2 separate regions of the Bos taurus genome follow, and region 1 is linked to region 2. The links are chromatin contacts, called in public Hi-C maps. All regions are on one chromosome and are shown on one strand. Each heading gives the region's core, a stretch centred on a gene start, on an enhancer-like site or on the middle of the called end of the contact. The rest is flanking DNA. Distances are from core to core; before and after follow the strand shown.

Region 1 (3,965 bases), core at 1,017-3,516, 46 kb before region 2:
CTGCTGCACAGTCAGCAAATGTACATGGGGCCTTACTTCATCTGCACCTGGTTTTTTTTTATGTTTCATTTCTTTGTGTGTTTTCTCAGAGTAAATTAACTCTGGCCTTGTAAAATAAAAACACATATATATGCATATATATATATATATATATATATACACACACATATGTATGTATATATTCTTCTACCCACTTAAAATAGTGATAAAGAACCCGCCTGCCAGTGCAGGAGACGTGAGAGATGTGGGTTCAATCCCTGGGTCAGGAAGATCCCCTGGAGGAGGACAATCCACTTCAGTATTCTTGCCTGGAGAATCCCATGGACAGAGGAGCCTGGTGGGCTATAGTCCATGGGGTCACAGAGAGTTGGACACAACTGAAACAACTTAGTATGCATGCATGCCAGTTAAAAAATATATTTATTAGTAATACATAATTTATATGCTTTATAACTTTATACTTATATGTGCTGTGCTGTGCTTAGTCGCTTAGTCATGACCGACTCTTTGTGACCCCATGGACTGTAGCCCGCCAGGTTCCTGTGTCCATGGGATTCTCCAGGCAAGAGTACTGGAGCGGGTTGTCATGCCCCCCTCCAGAAGATCTTCCTGACCCAGGGAACAAACCTCTGTCTCCTGCATTGCAGGCGATTCTTTGCCAGCTGAGCTACCAGGGAAGTCCCTATACTTATATACATATACTCAAATGTTTCTAACGTGAGTACTTTCCCCCTGGACATTGAACCTGGACAATTCTACGTCCATTATCTGACCTAACGTGGTGCGGCCACGTTCTCAGGATCCCATGACCCTGTGAGCTGCACTAGCGTCCATCCAGGGTGACAGGACTCCGTCTGCTCTGACTTCGGAGATGAGCGGCATGTCTGGAAGGGACCACGGTAGCTCTGGAAAGAGCAGGGCTGCCCTCTCTTGGAGACTTCTGTCCTCTGGGCATCGTCAGGGAGACCTGAGTCTTCTGCCCGCATTGGCTGAACCACCTGCCCTGCTTTAGTCCCCTGACTAGTGAGCTCTGGGGGAGGGGTTGGGGTGAGTGTCTACCTTCCTTCCTGCCTGGATTTCCAACCACAAGGCTAGTTTGTGCCGAGTGTGTGGGTGTGAGGTTCAAAAAAAGCCCAGTAACTGTCCCACCACAGAACACCCTGGTTCCCCAAAACCCAGGCAGCTCATGGTTCTCATAGGGTGTGACTGAGTCCCAAACTGTTTCTTCCTCTTTGAGTGACCAGGCAAAACAGTCCCAAGTGTTTCCACCTGTGGCCCAAAGACAAATTACAGAAAGATTTCCAAGAGCGTGCCAATGAGTTACTAACTTAGATCTAAATCATTCAGTAAAAATTTCCCAGGAAATGAAAAAGTAAATATAACTGCTAAGTAAGTCTGGGGCTTCCCAGGTGGCACAGTGGTAAATGCAGGAGACCCAGGTTCGATCCCTGGGTCGGGAAGATCCCCTGGAGAGGGCGTGGCAACCCCTCCAGTATTTTTGCCTGGAGAATCCCATGGACAGAGGAGCCTGGCGGGCTACAGTCCATGGGGTTGCAGAGTCCGACATGCCTGAGCCCAATAAAGTCTGCAGGTGCTCCCCAGAGATGGAGGAAGTCCCTCTGGTTTGAGTTGTGCAACTCATGGCTTCAGGCACGTGAGCCTGGCACTCAGCACATGTGCGGGGTCAGTGCCGGTCAGAGCCTCTAAACTCTCCGTCGGGCCTCTAAGTAGGACTCTCACAGAGCTGTCTTGACCTCCGCTGGGACCCTGAGGACAGGCATTCCGCAGACTTGGGTTAGGAAAAAGCTGATGGCCTCCCCGCACCTCTCACCCATCCCTGAGTTCTCTGACACGTGGACAAAATGATGTCCAGGAGCCTGAGGAGCATGGTTAAGTGGCTGCTGGTGACTCGTGGCTCATGGACCATCATGGGAGCAGAGTTTCTTCTTGTGTTTAGGGAGTTTCTGTCTGGTCAGGGAAAGACCCAGTTGCTGATTTCGTTGGAGTGACATTTGTATACACTTCAGAATTTGACAAGAATTCATATATACATCCCTCAAGAGTAGATAGTCAAGACTGATAGCCAAGATTATTTCAGCCTCTTTCCCCGTCTTCACTTTAGACTGGGTGTCTTTGGCCCCCAGGAAGGCATTAGGCTCGGGAGATTATATGAAGTTCAAAAGCAGACATCTGACAGCCCCGCAGGGCCCACATCTGCGTGACTCAGGAGAGCAGAGCACCAGGCAGGGGGGCCTGGGAGGGGCCCCGTCCCGGGCCACCCCATCCGCGGCCACACTTCCCCCCTGCTGTGACTCAGCGGTGACAGCAGCTCTTGCCCTGAGGCTGACAAGCAGGGCACTGCTCCCCAGTCACCCCGATGGGCTGAGAGCCTGGCTGTGAGCAGAACCTCAGACCAGCAGATATTTGAGCTGGTCTTACTGTTCAAGGCACCGGGAGCGCACAGTCGACAAGACAGGCAGAAGCTGGCTGATGGCAAGACTCTTCCCAGTAAAAAGCAAATCTAGCTTTGGACTGGGATGTTTGCACTTTCATTGGTTTTACATTCAACTCTAGATAATAAAAAACTCTCCAAATTGCAGATGGATCTGAGAAGGTTAAAGAGGGCTTCCTTTCAAAGTACTTCAGGAATTATACCACATTTGTAACTTAAGGAAAAGGCTTATAATAGATTTTTTTCATGTCATACAGATATTATACACATGTATATATCAATAAAACTGTGTGTGGGCATGCTGATAGCAAAAGAGAAGGCTGATGTTGTTATGAATAATCCTAAAAGCAATTAACCTGCAGAATAATGATAAAGATGATGCTTACTTTAAAAATAAGTGAGCTTAGCCAAAACAACTCTAAAAGCCTGCTCTTCTTTGTATGTAGAACCTAAAATTGGACATTTCTGTTTTGTCACCTTCTTTTATGTGTTTATACACATATGCAGTTGGAATAGAAGACTAAAGACACCTTTTAATCTAGAGGATTACAGGCAGCTTTAGTGTTTAAGTCACTGACACTCAGAGGCTCTGTACAGACTCACAGACTGTGCCCCCCTCTAGACCCTAAGGCACGCAGGCTGCTCTCCAGGCAGGCTGCCCTCTTCCCCTTTCCTCTGCCTCCATGGAGTGTAAACCCCACCACCAAGAGGCGCCGGGCTGTTCAGGCCCCAGGAAAACCCGCAAGGAAATCAGTACACAGCAATGGCTCCTATCCCGCCTGCCTATCTTGACTCCACTCCACTAATCCTCAGGGCTTCATCTCTGGGCCTTTGGGCTGATTTTTATGGAAGCTTAAGACACTGAGAAAGTGGGCAGTGGTAGGCTGTCTAGTTCCATCCTTCTTGTGTGCCGCTCAACAAGGATGAGGTTATAGAAAAGGAAAGGATTTTTTAAAAACAGTATTTAGAAAGATGGTAACAATAACCCTGTGTACGAGACAGCAAAAGAGACACTGATGTATGGAACAGTCTTTTGGACTCTGTGGGAGAGGGAGAGGGTGGGATGATTTGGGAGAATGGCATTGAAATATGTATAATATCATATATGAAACGAGTCACCAGTCCAGGTTCGATGCACGATACTGGATGCTTGGGGCTGGTGCACTGGGATGACCCAGAGGGATGGTACGGGGAGGGAGGAGGGAGAAGGGTTCAGGACGGGGAACACGTGTATACCTGTGGCAGATTCATGTTGATATATGGCAAAACCAATACAATATTGTAAAGTTAAAAAATAAAATAAAATACATAAAAAAATAAAAACAGCAGATAAATTGGGAACAAAATTAAAAAAAAACAAAAACAAAAAATTGGGGTGGATTTTCCTGCCTGATAAGTGAAGTGTGAAGAGACTCTTTTTTGGAAATGAGCAGAGACCCAGCCAGACCCTGTGGGGAGGCCTCGTTCTGTGACCGTCAGACCTGCAGGCAGGGCTGACAGAGGCTAAGGTGTG
Region 2 (4,062 bases), core at 206-2,705:
AACCCTGAGTTAGTAAAGGTAGTCATTTCGGAACAGTTAAACCATTGGGAGCTACTATCAGCCACCATTTTACATAATATTTAACTGGATTCCCTCCTTTCAGGTTTTGGTTTATCCCATTTGGAAAAAAAAAAAAAATAGGAGGACTGACGGCTCCTCCCCTGAACTGGGAGAAACAGCTGTGAGGCTGCGTCCCAGTGCTGACCATCCCTTCCTGAAGGGCTGCTCAGGCCTGGCTCCGGCTGGGTCTGCACCCCACTCAGCTCCCCACGTCCATGAAGGCCCCCAGCACTCCGGTGTGACTCTGCCAGGGAGCCGGGGGCAGGACGGAGCCCGACACGGGGTGTCCCAGACCCCTGGGCCACACTCTGCAAACCGTTTCCCTGAGCTGGGGGTCTTGTCCAAAAGCCACAGGTCTTAAATAGGACACACCCTAAAGCGCCCTCTGAGAATCTCTCCAGGCCAGGTGTGGAGTCCCTGTCAGAACAGCCAGCGCCCCCAACCGGGTCTGCGACTGCCCACACTGCAGCCGCGCCGCAGAGGTTAAGTGAAGTCACGGTATGGGTTCCCTCACCTTGTCGCGACTGGAAAACAGAGAACCAGGAACCCAAAGGCGCTTGTTTCCTGCCAGAGTCCTACTGAGATCCCCAGAGAAACTCTAAGGCTTCTCCAAACCCACCTCTGCCTTCCGAAAGGAGAGGAGAAAGGAGACCCTGGGAGAAACGAGACAGTGCCCCCAGCAGTCCAGAGGAGCCAGAGCCACCGGGTGCCCGGGAATCGTGCAGAGCACGCGGTACCCTCGGGACGCCGGCCAGTCCCCGGGCCCAGAGGGGCTTCACACCCGGGCGCCAGGCGCGCAGGTGAGAGCAGGTGGACGCTGCGGCGCGGCGGAGCCAGGCCAGGCCTCCGGAAGGCGGAAGCCCGGAGCGTTGCCTGTCGCCGCCCTCGGCGCTCAAAGGGAAACTGGTTTTCGCCCGGGCTGGGGGAGGGGACAGGCAGGAGTCCGGGGTAAGCTCCAGACGTATCCTTACGGAGCACGTTAAGCGGCGGGGACCCCGGCCTGCCCTAAAGCTTGCCCAGGCAGCGGTCCCGCACCGCCCAGGGTGGCCTCCTTGACCTTTGCCACCTCCCACCCAAAACTCCACCCCGAGCGCCTCCTACGCTCTGCCCGCGACCCCGGCCCCCGACCCGGCCTTGCCCACACCTGGACACCCGTCGGGGACAGCCCCGCCGCTCCGGATCGGCGTCTACACCCGCGCCCACCCCTCGCAGAGTGGCCACCCGGGTGCCACCTGCCGCCACCTGCGCTGCCGCCCGATGGAGCCCCGCGCCCCGTCCCCGCGTCCCCGCTCCGAGGGCGCAGACAAAGGCACCCACCTGCCCTCGGCGAGGTCACCCACCGCGCGGCGATCGTCTCTCCAGGCTGAGGGCACCGCGGGGTCCGGGCCGCCTCCCACCGCCCGGGCCCCAAGCGCGCGGGGTCCCGGGGCTCCGGCGCCGCCTTCGGGGTCGGGGCCGCGGTCTCCGGGGCCGCAGACTCGTCCTTGCTGGCGCGGCGGCGCAGTCTGGCTGCTGCTCCGAGGGCCGGGCGCGCCCGCCGCTCCTCCCCCGCCTCCCGGGCTTCCTGCGAGCCAGGTAAACACTGCCGACGGGAGCCGGGCCTCCCACCTGCCGCCCGCGCGCCGACCACCTCCCCGCGGCTCCGCCTCGCGGGCTCCGGGCGCACGCGGGCCCCGCGTGGGGCTGCCCTGTGCGGCGCGGACTCCGGCCCGGGCTGAACTGCGGCTCTAGAGCCTCCGCTCGCGGCTGAGCCGCCGAACCACCCCGCCCGAGCGCGGGGAGGGACCTGCGATAGCATCTGCTCCACGCCCCATTCCGCTGGCGGCGAGGGGCCAAGCGCGGCCGCCCGGCTGACTCCGCTGCACCGGCTCGGGGTTCGGGGCCGCCGCAAGACTGGCCCCTTGAGAGCTCCCGGGGGTCCTCGTGCATCCAGCGTACAGACTGGTGCTCCGCTGGAGAGCGGCGCCACAGTGGGAGGGCGCGCCCTGGGGTCTGCGGCCTGAGCATCTGTTGGCTTGTGGTCAGTGTCACGCTCTTGGTCCGAAGGAAGATTGTCCTTTGGACATCAGTCACCTGCACACAGTCAGATGGCCCTTCCCCTCACCCTCAACCCGGATTCTCAACCTCCTGATGGTGGAAAAGTAGGAGGCGTGGGGGGAGACGCTGGCGGATATGCTGGAGTCCTCACGACTTAGATTCCGGGTCGGGGGTCTGATCTGATGCTTTGTGGGAGCCGGCGGGGACCCTCCCTGTTTACCCCAGGGAGCGGAAGTCTGACCCCTGGCGAGGCTCAGCCCGGGTCCCCTGGGCCGGCCGCGCGCCAGGAGAGCCACCTCCCAGTGTGGCTTCAGGGCCCCTTGTCCCAGCCAGCCCTCACAAGCCGGGAATCTGGGAACCACGTCCCAGTGCTGGTGATGCCAACAGAACTGTGTCCACCACCGCAGAAATGTTTGCTTCTTTCCTCGGAAAAGATTCGTCTGGGGGTTTCTGGAGTTGGAGAGGGGAGGTCAGGAAGACAGCTGAGCAGCAACGCTGGCCGATCAGAAGGCGAAGTTTGCCTGTTTCCCGGTTTTCCGTGGGGCCTTCCCTCCTTGCAGTAGAGAGTGGCTGGGTGCGGGTAGGGGAGCCGGAGGAATCCAAGGACGCTCAGGGCACTGACTGACCCCAGAAGCTCCCTGATTCCCAGGTCCCTGACTCCAGTCACTCTTAAACTGCACCCCCCCCATATATACTGGGTTCCATGTGGGAGACAGTTTTAGGTGGCTCAGATAGTGAAAAATCCACCTGCAATGCAGGAGACCCCGGTTCAATCCCTGGGTCTGGAAGATCCCCTGGAGAAGGGAATGGCCACCCACTCCAGTATTCTTGCCTGGGAAATCCCACGGACAGAGGAACCTGGCTGGGCTACAGTCGATGGGGTTGCAAAGAGTTGGACATGACTGAGTGACTTTCACTTTAGCATCATAAACCACATCTCATCTTCTTCCCCCAGATGTCTTCCTGGGGTGACCAGGAAATAGGAGGACAGCCTTCTGACCTGCAGAGGTCAGTGAAGGCTGAATACCGGGGAGCCCAGGCCACAGGGAGACAGCAATGTTTGCCCTGCTTCCTGCTTGTAGAAACTTCACAGATGCCAACAGCCATCTCTGCAAATGGCAGACCTGCCAAGTTCCAGTTAAAACTGTCCTTATAGTGTTTATAAAATCCCACCATGCATGTATTTGGGGATGTAATGCCCCCTGATTCATGGGAACTTCAAGGACAGTGTACGTGAGGGAGCAAGGAACACCATAAAGTGATGAATGGGTGTTTGGAGGGCCCCACGTGCTGGTGGGAGGAACCAGCGTGAAGGAGGCAGAGGGGGGCGCTCCCCCTTGGGGCTGTGGGGCACACTTCACATGAAGATGGTCTTGCGTCTGTGAGCACAGTGACAGGGGTTTATGTTATTCGTTTCAATAAAATTGAAATGGGTCTTTTGACAGGTAAAAGATAAACTATCCAAACCTCACTGTCTCGGATATTTCTGAGCAAGTTATATGACCGCTCCCCTTATCTCCCACTGCTCTTCATATGATGAGAGGAAGGAGCCTTCCGCACTTCATGTTGGAGCAGGGAGCACAAAGTTTCCTGCATGGTACACACAGTACATTTTTATTCAGTCCAGTTAAATCTCCAAATTACCCAAACTGAAGGAAGTCAGGAAATTAAATACTGTCCGGCAGACCAGACTGCATGAGTTTAAAAAAAAAAATCCCTTCATCAACAGATACATCTTTGGAATTATATTTTTGCTTAGACCTAGAATCACTTTCATCTCTGGTTTGTAATGAATAGTTGCTGACGATACCCACAAAGTAGATAATCTACTTGTACACTGTTGAGGCTTGATGGTTCTGCCGTAAGTTCCAGTTAATAACTGAACAGACTCCACTGTAGCTGTGAGTGCCAGAAAATTAGGTGCATGAATTCCACAACGTGTAACATAAAAAGTTATGTAAACAA

The links. Hi-C and Micro-C count contacts between places; a contact is called where the count stands out from the background.
Region 1: a contact with region 2 is called in a Hi-C map of an unstated tissue, with 4 times the contacts expected there. The contact joins the enhancer-like site here to the promoter of MBP in region 2. A contact is called at or near these places in 2 of 11 Hi-C or Micro-C datasets (skeletal muscle and an unstated tissue).

The regions. Positions count from the first base shown.
Region 1 is chr24:2,268,707-2,272,671 of ARS-UCD2.0, reverse strand. All of the region lies in intron 3 of MBP (myelin basic protein), which reads right to left. Among named protein-coding and RNA genes, the nearest start is that of MBP, 46 kb to the right of the region's middle. Within about 2 kb of position 2,266, at least 20 of the 102 cell types and tissues checked have an H3K27ac peak or open chromatin away from gene starts, as enhancers often do. A contact at or near this core is called in skeletal muscle, where this site is marked.
Region 2 is chr24:2,221,856-2,225,917 of ARS-UCD2.0, reverse strand. It overlaps MBP (myelin basic protein), which reads right to left and starts at 1,455. Exons shown (of 9, transcript NM_001206674.1): 1 at 1,378-1,455.